Regions from separate parts of the Sus scrofa genome. Here regions 2 and 3 are each linked to region 1. A link is a contact called in public HiChIP or PLAC-seq and promoter capture Hi-C data. All regions are on one chromosome and are shown on one strand. The core of a region is the stretch at or near the end of the contact, and the rest is flanking DNA. Distances in the headings are between cores, read along the strand shown. Region 1 holds the start of KEAP1 (kelch-like ECH-associated protein 1). Region 2 holds the start of ILF3 (interleukin enhancer-binding factor 3). Region 3 overlaps SLC44A2 (choline transporter-like protein 2).

Region 1 (4,378 bases), core at 904-3,403:
AGCCCGTTGGTGAACATAGCCTTGAAGACAGGGCTGGATGAAGCCAGCACCACCTTGTGGGCCATGAACTGGGCAGCTGGTGCATCCTCGTACTTGACCTGCAGCGTAACATCGCATAGCTGTTGGCTGAGCCGCAGTTCATTCATGATGCCAAAGGCTTGCTTGGTGTGGTCCTCCAGCGTGTAGCTAAAGGTGCGGTTGCCGTGCTGCGAGGGGGTCACCTCAGCCTTGCACTCCGTGGAGGCGTACATCACCGTGTCCCCTGCCCCTTCGGGGCGCTGTGACCTCAGGGGCAGAAATTGGGTGTGTGCCCCAGCCCCACTAGGCCTGGGTTCCGGTTGCATGGGGTTCCAGATGACAAGGGACAACACCACCACTGGCACTCAGAGGCCTGGAGGAGGGAGAGCACAGGGCTGCGGGCAGGGCCTGGGGCCAAGCCTTTTCTAAAATAAAGCAACTCCTAGACCAGTTTTCCTTCCCAAGCCCAGGTGAAGCAGTGTCCATCTGTGCTAACTGCCCAATGGCCTCACCAGCCCAAGGGTCCACCTTATATCATAGGTCAGATGATGTCCCTCCCCTGCCAGAATCCCCCCCACACTGCCCCCCGCCAAGCCCTGTGGCACAGAGTAAAACCAAACTCTTCAATGGCTGGCAAAGCCCTTCACAATCAGCTCCTGTCCACCTGTCCCCTTTGCTCATTCTGTTCCAGTTATCTGATGGTCCTTCCCTTCCTAGGGCATATCCATCTCCTTCCTTCATTCACCTCACCAACATTTATTGAGCATCTACTGTGGACCACTACCAGGCACAGTTCTAGACACCAGGGACACAGCAGTGAGTAAGACTGACATACACTGTGCTCCCTTAGAGCTGACACTTGGGAATGGAGGAGCCATAAGTAAAATAAGCAAGACTTGAGCAAAAATTGAGGCTTTGAAGGAAATGACAGCACATTGTGATAGTGTGACTTGAGGGCAGTTACTTTAACTCAGGTATTCCAGGCCTCTGTTGGTGCTGAGACAAGAGGGGTGAACATATGAAGGAGGTGGGGGTGGGATGAGAGTTTTCTAGGCAGAGAGAGAGCAAGTGCAAAGGCTCAGAGGCAGAATGACAGGCAATCTGAAAAATCGGTAAGGAGTATAATGAGCATAATGACTATTGAAGGGTTTCCAAGAAACCTGTGGAGACTCGACAGCCAGGGCAGGAGCTGTGTTTTGAAAAGTCCTTCAGGGAGGAGGGAATCTGCAAGAGGCTCCCCAAGTTTCTCTAACTCATCTTTCCCTGGGCTCAACTCAGTCACCTCCTCCCTGCTTTATTTCCATCACAGCACTTGTCAAGAATTGAAATGAGCTCCTTTGCTTCCTCCTTGAAGGATGGCCCATCCGTCTGGCCCTGAGCCCCCAGGTTTCTGAGGACAGGTAGCCCTGTGTAGGTCAGGGCTGTGCCCATCCTCTCCTGTGCCTCTCTGCCTGGGATCTGGCACCGTGCAGGGGTCAATGAGCTATGGCTGGCTGACTGCCCACTCCAGTGTGCCTGCCAGATCACCCTCCTCCACCGGGCCATGGCCGCCTCTCCCCAGCTGAGGCCCAGGCCGGCCTCTTGGTCATGGGCCAATCGGCCAACGGTGCCCCCTGGGCCCTGGGCACTCCCCCGCCACCCCCATGAAGCGGTAAGTGGGAGACTGCGCATGTCCTGCCTGAGCTGCCAAGGCCTGGAAAAGGGAGGAAGTGACCCCGCCGCCGCCTCTCCACTGCCAGCCCCAGGGCGAAGACCAAGCCCCCCAACGTCCCGGAATCCCCCGGCCTTGGTCGGAGCGGCGCTCCCTGGGCCCTTGGCTCGGTTTGCGTCGCTCTCGGGCCACCCCGCGAGTTGCGCCGTCCAACAAAAGGCTCCGACTCGAACCGCACCCTTCTGGCCTCCGCGGAGCCGCGGGAACCCCGAGGCGACCGGCCCGCAACGCGCAGTTCTCCGGCCCCCAGGCACGGCCGCAGGGCACTCACGGCCCACGGTACCCGCCGCCCGGGCGCAGGCCGCCTCACTCACCCCGCCATGGCCGCTCTCGGGCTCCGCCTCCGTCGCCCAGGCCCAGGCGCCTCCATCGCAGCGTGCAGGGGGGAGGTGCGGAACGCGCGCAGGTCACCATGACTAAGCAGAGCCGGGCGCCGGCCGTGTCAGAATAAAAGTCCCGGCGGCCCCCGGCCTCCTCGAGCGGCGGGGACAGCGGAGGGGCCGCTCCCCACCCCACCCCGCCCACGCTAGCTGTCGCCCAGCTGCGCAGCCTCAGCGCGGCGACCACAGCGGTCTTTGCGACGGGGCCAATGACCGCAGCGCTCGGCGCTCCCAAACTCGTGGTAGGAGCCGCAGAGAATCAGAGCCCCAGGTTCGAGGCCCAGCCCGTCCCCGCACCAGGGATCAGTGGGCATCCCTCACCACCGCCGACCTGCCGCCGCGCTCACCTGGGTCGTCGCGTAGCCTCTGCCGCTCTCCCTACGAGGTGGGGAAGCCTGGGCTCCGCGGCGGCTCTGGGGCACCGTGGTGCCACCCGCTCACCGAGCTTCCGGGAAGCCCTAAGGGCCTCGGCCCGGCCGGGGGCGGCTCTCGACTAATTTTCCTTGTGAGAGGCCCGCGGGCGCTTCCGCCGTCGCGGGGGGGCCTTGGTTCTGGGGTGGCTCAGCCTTCGGGGTCGCGGCCGTCGAGTGGGGGGGCAGCCTCAGGACGCCCGGGAAGGAGGCGGGGAGAGGGCGGAGAGGGCGCGGCGGGGAAGGAGTCTCGATTCCCCGCCCTTCCCGCAGGTGCCTCGGCGCCCGTGGGCATAGAGCTGGGCATCGGGCGAGGGATCACCGCGAAGCCTATCTGGCCGGTACCCCCCTCGCAGTCCCCTCCATCCGCCTAGTTTTGTCGATTTCTGTGCGTGTCTGCTGTCCACGACCTGCTCTTCTTTGTCCCTTTAACTTCACAGGGCGCGGGCCTCACATTAAGGCAGCGCAGGATCCAGTTAGAATTGTCTACCCACTTGAATTTTCATTGTCTTTATTTTTTAGTTATCGCCAATCTGAAAGAGCGTGAAGCTCTCGGGAAGAGATACGAACTCCAGCTCTGCCACTCTAGCTCTGTGCGGGTGGGCCTGTAGCTTAATTAACCTCTCCAGGCTTCAGTTTCCTCGCTATAAGAATGTTAACAATAAAAGCACCTACCTGCTAGGTTATCTGGAATACTAAATAAGAACACTTGCGCCCAATAAAATATGGATTTTTATTCTTCATGGCAAGTGATACTGATTTACCACTTATGCTGTCTGTGATATAAAGGTAACTTCAATAAATGCATTAAAAATTTTTTTAAGAGTACATCTATATGAAAACTTAAGTGAGAAGTTCCTGTCCTGGCTCAGCGGAACCGAATCTGACTAGCACCCATGAGGACGCAGGTTCGATCCCTGGCCTTGGTCAGTGGGTTGCAGATCCTGGGTTGTCTTGAGCTGTGGTGTAGGTCACAGATGCCACTCAGATCTGACATTGCTGTGGCTGTGGTGTAGGCCAGCGGCTACAGCTCCAATTCCACCTGTAGCCTGGGAACCCCCATATGCCATGGGTGCGGCCCTAAAAAGCGAAAAAAGAAAGGAAGGAAGGAAGAGAGAGAGAGAAAGAGAGAGAGAAGAAAGAAAGAAAGAAAGAAAGAAAGAAGGAAAGAAAGAAAAGAAAGAAAGAAAGAAAAAGAAAAAGGAAAGAAAGAGAAAGAAAGAAAGAAAGAAAAAGAAAACAGAAAACTAAGTGAATACAGGGAAACGCTAGGCGGTACAGATATTGATCTAAGAAAGGATTCCGAGTTCCCATCGTGGCGCAGCGCAAACGAATCCAACTAGGAACCATGAGGTTGTGGGTTCGATCTCTAGCCGGCGTTGCGGTGAGCTGTGGTGTAGGTCGCAGACGCGGCCTGGATTTGGCATGGCTCTGGCTGTGCTGTAGGCTGGCAGCTATAGCTCCGATTAGACACCTAGCCTGGGAACCTCCCTATGCCGACATACCGCTGGTGCGACCCTAAAAAGACAAAGACGACCCCCCCCCAAAAAAAAAGGATTCTGCTCATCTCCAGGTAAACCTGTAAGATTCAAGGTCCCTGGTCTGGGTCTGGGATTAATTCCACGCCCTTCCTTCCCCTCCTATTGTGTGAAGATGCGCTTCTGGATAGCTCCAGAGAGGGCGCGGTAACAAAGCTGCTGAATACCTTCCTCAACGCGCAAAGGAAACTTTCTTATCTCTCAAAATAATACCTACAAGGCCTGTGATCCAGCGGGTGCCACGTGTAGATATTTATCCAAGGTACCCTTGCATATGTGCAGGAGGATGTATGTACACAGATGTTTATTGCAACACTGTGT
Region 2 (4,378 bases), core at 1,121-3,620, 120 kb after region 1:
GAAACCGGCTTGAAATATCAGTGCTCTGGCCTCCTGCCTCTTGATTTTCTGCTCTAATAGGGAGGAATTCCTATTGTGGTCCAGCAGGTTAGGAACCTGACTAGTGTCCATGAGGATATGGGTTTGCTTCCTGCCTCCTTTCAGTGGGTTAAGGATCCGTGTTTGCCTTGAGGTGTGGTGTAGGTAGCATATGCTGATCAGATCTGGTGTTGCTCTGGCTGTGGGGTAGGCCAGTGGCTATGGCTGGAATTAGTCCCCTAGCCTGGGAACCTCCGCGTGCAGCTACTGTGGCCCTAAAAAAGCACACACACAAAGTTGGGAAGCCATAGGTAAGACAGCATGGACTCATTCTGTGATAATCTGTGACCACATTTTTACACCTTACTTTGTCTTTTCTAGGGCCACACCGCCGGCATATGGAGGTTCCCAGACTAGGGGTGTAATCCGAGCAGCTGCTGGCCTATGGCACAGCCACAGCAACACCAGATCTGAGCCGCGTCTGTGACCTACACCACAGCTTACGGCAACGCTAGATCCTTAACCCACTGAGCGAGGCCAGGGATCTAACTCGCAACTTCACGACTTCTAGTCGGGTTCGTTAACTACTGCGCCTCGATGGGAACTCCGTATCTAAAAAAAAAAAAAAAAAAAAAAAAAACCCAACTATAATCTTGGGGCTTTTTTTTTTTTTTTTTTGTCTTCTTGCCATTTCTTGAGCTGCTCCCGCGGCATATGGAGGTTCCCAGGCTAGGGGTCGAATCGGAGATGTGGCTGCCAGCCTGCACCAGAGCCACAGCAACGCGGGATCCGAGCCGTGTCTGTGACCCACACCACAGCTCACAGCAACGCCAGATCGTTAACCCACTGAGCAAGAGCAGGGATAGAACCTGCAACCTCATGGTTCCTAGTCGGATTCCTTAACCACTGCGCCACAACAGGAACTCCATTGGGGCATATGTTTTGTGCAAAGAATTGTACCAGGTGCTTTTAAGGAAAAAAAAAAATCATATTTTGTAGATAATGCAAGAGAAGCTCAGGGAGGTGCACTAGTCTTGATTATACAGAGACCCAAACTTAGGGCGACCCTGGATCTTGCATTTTCTTAAAAATTTTTTTGGTTTTTTTTAGGGTTGCAGCCAGGCATATGGAAGCTCCCAGGAAGGTCTAACCGGAGCTGTAGCTACTGGCCTATGCCACAGCCACGCCAGAACAGGACCCCTCTGCGACCTAAACCGCAGCTCAGGGCAACTCGGGATCTTTAACCCACTGAGGAGGCCAGGGATCAAACCTGAGTCCTCATGGATGCTAGTCGGATTAATTTCCACTGAGCCGAGATGGGAACTCGGGATCTTGCATTCTTAAACTAGCTACACTATTCCTGCTTCTGCAAAAAAGATTTATTTAGGCCGTTAAGTCCTGAACTACTTGCCTCCGAATCTCAGCAATGTCTCTATCACTTGTCTACCAACGCCTGACTGATCCTGATTCTGGAAGAAAGCAGGACTTAGCTTAGGCATAGATTGTACACTGAGGATCTGAGGCTCCCAAGAGGATGCAACAACACCAGGATCGTAAAGTGATGACGCTCGGTCCCCCATGCCTTTACTTATGACCCCGACCTCCCCGCCAAGATGTGGCTGGCCAAGTGTCTCAGTCCAAGTCCCAGATTTCCCGCAAAAGACAGTGAGGCCTTCAGTCGGGTCTTTTTCTGGATCGGGCCTCAATTTCTTCATCTGTGAATGGGGGACTGGAAGATTCTGACCAACTGGGCTCTGCCCTTCAGAGGCTCCGGGCCGGGTAGTTTAGCGGGGCGCTACCCGTGAAAAAGTTTCAACACCAAAGACCCGGATGCCGAAGCAGCAACGAGGAGTTCTGTCCGACCTTTCCTCACACACACAGCTCGAGTCTGCTCGGCCTCTCGTGGAAAAAGCAGGCAGTGGGAAGGAAGTGCCACCGTACCGCTTCAGTAGCAGAGCGAACCTCTTCTAGCAACACCAGCCACCATGAGGACGCTCAAGAGCCAGCCTCTCTGACCGTTTCCGCCAACGTACTCCTGGCGACGGGCGTAAGATGGCGGCCGCGCAAGCGCATAAACTAGGAGACCAGGGAGGCTCCGCCCCTCCCTCGGCCTCACGTGGTAATGGCCGCTCAAAAACCGCAATTGAAAAAAAGAAAGGCAATGTTGTCACATGAAACAGGCCTACCAATACCGCAAAGGCAAGGAGCAAAAGTCCTTATCACATGGCCAAGGAGATCTCCGAATTTGCCACTGTCACATGATCAAGCAAAGGCGTGGAAAGAGGAGGAAAACGTCCCGACGCCACGTAACGTCTTACGGTTCTGTCACGTGACCAGGGCCCGCCTTCTTTTCTCTGTTCCTCCCTCCCTGCCTCTCCCGCTGGGCCTGCGTCGAGCGGTAACGAGGCGGCAGGGGGCGTGGCTCCGCCCGGTCACGTGGTTCCGCACCTCCCTAGCGCGCGCCCGCCCGCCAGCTCGTCCCCGGCCCCGGCTCCTCCTCCTCCTCTTCTCGCCATTGCAGTTGGACTCAGCAGCCCGGTGCGTACCGCGTGGCTTTTTGGGGAAGACCGAGGCGGGCTGTGGCCGGAGGGCGGTGGTTGCTGTCGAGGAAAGGGACCCAGACGAGGTAAGCGTCAATGTGGCGGCGGCCGGGCCCGCTCCCGCCTTTCCCCCTCCCCCCGTTCTCTCCTCAGCGCGGGCTCGGGTGAGGAGTTGCGGAGATAAGGCCTGAGGCGCCTTGTGTTCCCTGCTTTCGTTTGGTTCTCTCGCCCCAGTGCCTGGCTCCTTCCTCCTTTGCTAGCCTACCTCCCGCGCTCGGCCGTTACTCTCCCCCATTGTGCCGAGGAGACAAAATGGCGGCGGCGGCGAGGGCCCGGTGCGCGCGCATCCGCCCCCCCCTTCGCGGCCCCTCGGCCGGCGGTGGCGCCTCTCGCGGGGGTGCGCGCGCACTGGGCCCCCGGCTGCCGCCTCCCCCGGGTCGGGCTTTGTCTGTTGGGGCGCCACGCGCGCACACGCGCACGTGCGGTGAGCACACACCCCCCTCCGACTGGAAGCATCCTGCCCCGCGGAGCAGGGGCTACCCCCCCACCTCTTCTCTTTGTCCCATTCCGGTCCCGGGTTCCAGGAGAGTCCCAGGTTCTCGAGGCGGGAAACATCGCCTCCTTTGTCTTTTCGTGGAGCGGAGAGGCAGACCCCCTCCCTGGAACCCCGTCCTTAAGTGGATTGCAGAGGAGGTCTTTGTGGGTTCATGGGGTTTTTAAATCTCTGGTTAGGCTGGCCTCCCCCAGATCCGGATCCAGAATTGCTAAAAGGTTTATTTTAAGCTTTCACTTCATTTATTTTAGATGTTTCATTGATGTTGAATTTTTTCCCGATTCTCCCTCAAAATGGTGATCAGATGTGATATTTGGGTGCCCTGTGATCTTCCAGATTGAGACCCAAACATGAGCGCTTAAAATTCTTTTCTAGCTTACTTCCTCAAGTTGTTGAGTGACTGAGATTCTTGGGGTTGCTTTAGAGGTTTTGCCCTGGGCAGTTCTTCGCCTGGGGATATTATTTGGGATGTTTAAGGATCAACATGCTCTTGCCCAGTTCAGTGTCTAAACTTGGGGAGAGTAAGCCGTCTCTTCTCAATATTTCCAAAATTGATTGAAAATTGTTTGGCATCCTGCCTAGGGGACTTGACAGATCAGCAAGGAAGCATCATTACTTTTCCTGGACTCAGGTATTTCAGTGATTCTGAATCTTTTTATGATTGTTTAGCGTTCTAATGTCTCTAAAATGAGCGGTCTGGTGGCATATTTGGGGTCCATGGAAAAACACAAGGTGCCTTCTGAAGTTAGGGATCAAATCTGGACTTTAGGGATCAAATCTGGTTGGGAATCTCCATGGATTGGTTCACAGTGCTGCCCCTGTGCTTTATGTGTGGTCTCCTGGGATGTAGCTACAGCAGCCACTGACTGAGGCTGTGAATGAAGTGTGGGAATCAGAAGCTCACTCATAGCTGGGGTGGAGATGGGGGGGGTTCCAGGGCACCAACAGGTGCCATCTCTGTCCCTACTCCTGGGGTCTTTACCTGTGAGCTGTCTCTTGGCCATGTGGACAGTCTTGGTTCCTTGGAGTCTCTGCAGACCCTAGCATTGTCTGGAGTTGATTGAAGCCTGGCTTGGCCTTACCAGCACTGGGCACTGATTTATCAGTTTCCCTACCCTCCTGAAGCTTGGGGAAGCTTGGGAATTGCCCTCTTTCTGGAATGGAGTGGTGCCTGATCATTTGTAGTTTTTTTTTGTTTGTTTGTTTGTTTTTTTCTTGATTGAATTTGGCTAGTGCCTGTAGGTAAAAATTCTTTTGGCTCCTTCTA
Region 3 (4,378 bases), core at 865-3,364, 110 kb after region 1:
ATTGCAGTTCCTCATGGATTCCTGTCTTGGGGTTGCGCTGAATGCGCCTCTTTGGGGGCGGGGCTGAGGATCCTGGCCCAGGTCGGTTCCTACTAGTGTGTGGGACAGGACCCCGGGGGTCCTGGACCAAATTTCCTCTCTCCAACTCTTTGAGAAGGTGGGCTCTAAGGGTCCTAGACTGTGGCAAGTGAGAGTAACTGGGGGGATGGGGGTGGGGTTCTACCAGGGCAAGTGGGGTCTCCGCTCACCTCTGCATCCCTTCCACTACCAGCTGCGGAGAACAAGTTTGCAAAATTCCTCATGACCTGTCTCAAATGTTGCTTCTGGTGCCTGGAGAAATTCATCAAATTCCTCAACAGGAATGCCTACATCATGGTGAGTAGGCTTGGGATCAGGAACTAACCCACGAGATCCTGTGGGGTGGAGAAGCCCTCATGCCCCACCCGAAGGGCCTGATCCATCCCTCCCACTTCCCTCCAGATTGCCATCTACGGCACCAACTTCTGCACCTCGGCCAGAAACGCCTTCTTCCTGCTCATGAGAAACATCATCAGGTCAGGGAAAACACCATTCTTCTGGCCTCCTCTCTCCTCCCCTGTGGCCCTGAGCCAGCATTCACGCCTGCCTCTTTACTGTCCCCTGCAGAGTGGCTGTCCTGGACAAAGTTACCGACTTCCTCTTCCTGTTGGGCAAACTTCTGATTGTGGGTAGCGTGGGTGAGTGCTACTCATCCAGCCTGCCCAGTTGTGGGGAGCCTGTTGGGGGCCACTTGAGAACCGCTGTTGGGCCCCCATATCTCCTGTGATATGTTCTCTTCCTTAGGGTATTTTTGGGGGTGCTCCCTTCTTTATCCAGAACCTTCTCCATCTTGATTTCCTTCCTCTTTCCAGGGATCCTAGCTTTCTTCTTCTTCACCCACCGAATCAGGATCGTGCAGGACACAGCACCACCCCTCAATTATTACTGGGTGCCTATACTGGTACGAACCTTTGGTGACAGACAGGTTGGGGAGAAGATGTTGGGACTTGCCTGGGCTCCTTTGGACAGATGTGCATGGGAGTCGGAGGTGGGGAATTGATGATTAACTCAGGCCACAAACACTTATTTAGTACCAACTGTGTTCTAGGCATGAAGTGGGAGGGCTTCCCTTTAAAGGCCTCACAGTTTAGTAGTAAAGGATGTTAATCAATAATGATGTGGGTGAGGAGTTCCCTGGTGGCTCAGCAGGTTAAGGACCTGGCATTGTCGCTGCTGTGGTTCAGGTCGCTGGTATGGCTGTGTGGCTCAGGTTCAATCCCTGGCCTAGGAACTTCTGCATGCTGTAGACACAACCAAAAAAAAAAAAAAAGTATCACTTTGGGGGTTTTTTGTTTGTTTTTTAATTTTTGGCCACCCCATGGCCTATGGAGTTTCTGGGCCAGGGATCAGATCCAAGCCGCAGTTGCAACTTACACCACAACTGCAGCAACACTGGATCCTTTAACCCACTGTGCCAGACTGGGGATCAAACCTGTGTCCTGGCGCTGCAGAGATGCTGCTGATCCGTTGCACCCCAGCAGGAACTCCAGTATCACTTTGTTTTTAAAAAAAAAAAAAAAAATGATGCGGGTGGATGCATGATTGCAAACTTATATGTGTCACAGAGCAGAATTACAGGGAACCAACTGTTTCTGGTGGAGGATTTGGGCAGGTGTGGGAGTTCAGAGGGCTTCACTGTGGAGGTGGGTCACATCTGAGGTCTAAAGGAGATGCAGGCAACATCCAGGCAGAGGGAACAAGAACGGAGGCGCTGAGGCAGGACTATTCCAGGAACAATGAGCCAATCACTCTGGCTGGTGTGAGGGAGTGACGTGGAGAGGGGTGGCGATAAGGGCCTTGGCAGAGTTATGTCATCACCCTAAGAGCCGTGCAGTATCAGGGCAGGCCTTGGGGCCCAGTGTCCTAGATCTTTATCTTCCTCCTCTCCTTGCTAGTTTGAAGATGAGTGACTTTGGGCAAGTTAATTTAATCTCTAAAGTCCACTCGCTTCAGTTGCTCAGTGTTTATCAGGTATCTCCCACGGCCCTGCGAGTCTCCAGATTGCTGGGAATATAGTGATAAGTGAGTGAGTCAGACAGTCTAGTAGGGATGTGGGTAGTAACCTGTCTTGCCCTGGATGTGCGTTGAATTGTACAGAGGCCTCAGAGCAGAGACTCATCAGCAGGGAAATGGCATGACCCCAGCCTGGGAGAGATGTGGTGGTGGGTGTGGGTTGCCCTAGGTAAGAGCTGGAGTGGAAATGGCTCATCTGTCTTTGCCCAGACGGTAATCGTTGGCTCCTACCTGATTGCCCATGGCTTCTTCAGCGTCTACGGCATGTGTGTGGACACGCTGTTCCTCTGCTTCTGTGAGTGACCCCTCACTTGGCGGGACCCCGACTCCCTCCCCCACTCTGGGCAGACCATCTCCCTCCCCTGGGGCTGCACATTTGCCTGCCCAGCACCCCCCACCCCGGGGCCCCGGCTCAGCACCCCCTCGGCTCCCTCCTGCACTCAGAGTTTCAGAGCTGCTCCATTCTGTTGTCCCCTGGTTCAGGCTGCAGCTGGGACGCTCTGCCCCTGGGCCCTCAGCTTTGGAGTTTCTGGCTTTGTTGGGGGGGGGGCGGGGGGATCTGTGGCTGCCACTAACTCTGGTCTCTCCATCTGTCTGTTTGTGTTTGTTTTCTCTCTTTTCTCTTCCTCTCCTCATGCCTGCTGGCTTCCCTGTTCTTCCCTGCCTCCTTTCCCCCACCCTTCCTGACTCTCCCATTTCCCGCCTGCTGGTTCCTGGGGGGAGCCCAGGTGAGGACCTGGAAAGGAATGACGGCTCTCAGGAGCGACCCTACTTCATGTCGCCCGAGCTGAGAGACATCCTGTTGAAGGGGAGTGCGGAGGAGGGGAAGCGGGCCGAAGTTGAGGAGTAGAGCTGGAGGCTGGCTTGGGAGCCAGGCAGGCCTCCTCGTTTCCTCCCTGTAGACTGGGGGTGCATGCGGGGCTTTGGGCCTGGGAGTGGGGAGCGTGTGTGTGTGTGTGTGTGTGTGTGTGTGTGTGTGTGTGTGTGTGTGTGTGTGTGTGTCTTGTTCCCATCCCACTACAGTCCATCCCCTCCAGTCCCAGTGTGTCTTGCTTCCTAACCCTCTAAGGCTTCTCTGTGGCCCCTGCCTGCCTGCCCTGTCCCCTCCCTGTCTCCCCCCCACAAGGCCCCTGCCCTTGGGCTTCCCTCATACCACCTGCTCTGGGGCCTCTCTCCGCAGTGGAGGACCTGGAGAGGAACGATGGCTCGATGGAGAGGCCTTACTTCATGTCTCCCACCCTCAAGAGGCTTTTGAACAAGACCAACAGGAAGCCGGCTGAGTCCTAAAGGCCCGGCCCCTGCCCCCCCACCTCCCTGAAAGTCTCACAGTGGGTGCTCGGCAGCTGTGGGTCAGAATCCCTAGCCCATCGGGCTGACCTGAAGTCCTATCACTGCCACCCTCTTCCAGCCCCGCATCATCCAGTCACCACCCATTTCTGGGAAGCTGGAGGATTGGGGGCATCCCATCCCTATACCAAGGGCCAGTCTGTTTTCACAGGGCAGCCCCCCAAGACTGCACAGTGAGTCTTTCCAGCCTCCCCTGGCCCGGATGAGAAGCGCAGCGAGGCTTCTTGATGGCTGGCAGGCGAGAGAACCCGGCCTCTGTGGGCTGTCCTCCATCGCCTGTCCCCCTTTTAGGACAGGACAGCATCTGTGTATGCAGAAGCGGTGACCACAGCAAGGCTACCACCATTCACTTTGTGTCTGCTCCGGCCAGAATGCCAGGACCCTTCTCCAGGGCTGAACAACTGGCCACCGGCCACTCCAGGCATTTCTTCGTTAATATTTTTTTAACCTGGATGTGCATTAAAGGATCTGTTAGCTTTTTTTCTGTCCGTCTTCACGACTGAGATGGGTCTGCTAAGGAATGCTTTTCTGCTTTCTCGTGTCCACTCCTTGGGTGTGGCTGGGGTGGGAGTGTGCGCACCCAGGTTGGGGTGTTTCCTGGCAGGGGAGACAGTAGTAGGCTGTGTTGATGGGAGAAGGGGGAGGGAAGCTGTCAGGGGAGGTTGCCTGGGAGCAGGCTGGTGTGGGGCAGGAGGGAGGAGGTGGCTAGCAGCAGCTTAATGGAAACCGGCTGCCTGGCAGGCTGGCTGGTGGGGTTGGGCCGAATTTCTCTCCTTTCTCTGCCAGTTATTGACACAGCTCTCTTTGTGAGAGAGAAAAGAACTGAATCCACCCAAGGGACAATTTCAGATGAAAGGGGGGTGGGAATAGGGCCAGATGCCCTGGGCAAATGGGGGGGGGGCCCTTCTGCCCAGTCACCTCACCTTGAGGATCCTTTTGC

Evidence for each region. Promoter capture Hi-C pulls out the DNA fragments that hold promoters and counts their contacts. HiChIP or PLAC-seq counts read pairs in DNA pulled down with a chosen protein or histone mark.
Region 2: a promoter capture Hi-C map of liver shows a contact between it and region 1, with 3 times the contacts expected there. The contact joins the promoter of ILF3 here to the promoter of KEAP1 in region 1. A contact is called at or near these places in 2 of 5 promoter capture datasets (fetal liver and liver), 11 of 47 Hi-C or Micro-C datasets (alveolar macrophages, blood, embryonic fibroblasts and 6 more) and 1 of 2 datasets of contacts at active chromatin or transcription factors (alveolar macrophages).
Region 3: a contact with region 1 is called in an H3K27ac HiChIP or PLAC-seq map of alveolar macrophages. The contact joins the enhancer-like site here to the promoter of KEAP1 in region 1. A contact is called at or near these places in 11 of 47 Hi-C or Micro-C datasets (alveolar macrophages, blood, embryonic fibroblasts and 6 more) and 1 of 2 datasets of contacts at active chromatin or transcription factors (alveolar macrophages).

What each region holds. Positions count from the first base shown.
Region 1 is chr2:69,287,356-69,291,733 of Sscrofa11.1, forward strand. It overlaps KEAP1 (kelch-like ECH-associated protein 1), which reads right to left and starts at 2,154. Exons shown (of 6, transcript NM_001114671.1): 1 at 2,044-2,154; 2 at 1-391. The coding sequence starts at 344.
Region 2 is chr2:69,411,505-69,415,882 of Sscrofa11.1, forward strand. It overlaps ILF3 (interleukin enhancer-binding factor 3), which reads left to right and starts at 2,371. Exons shown (of 20, transcript XM_021083797.1): 1 at 2,371-2,644.
Region 3 is chr2:69,394,502-69,398,879 of Sscrofa11.1, forward strand. It overlaps SLC44A2 (choline transporter-like protein 2), which reads left to right. Exons shown (of 22, transcript XM_021083792.1): 17 at 272-375; 18 at 481-554; 19 at 646-716; 20 at 891-979; 21 at 2,302-2,386; 22 at 3,272-4,378. The coding sequence ends at 3,378. Among named protein-coding and RNA genes, the nearest start is that of ILF3, 17 kb to the right of the region's middle. Within about 2 kb of position 2,115, at least 20 of the 83 cell types and tissues checked have an H3K27ac peak or open chromatin away from gene starts, as enhancers often do. A contact at or near this core is called in alveolar macrophages, fetal liver and omental adipose tissue, where this site is marked.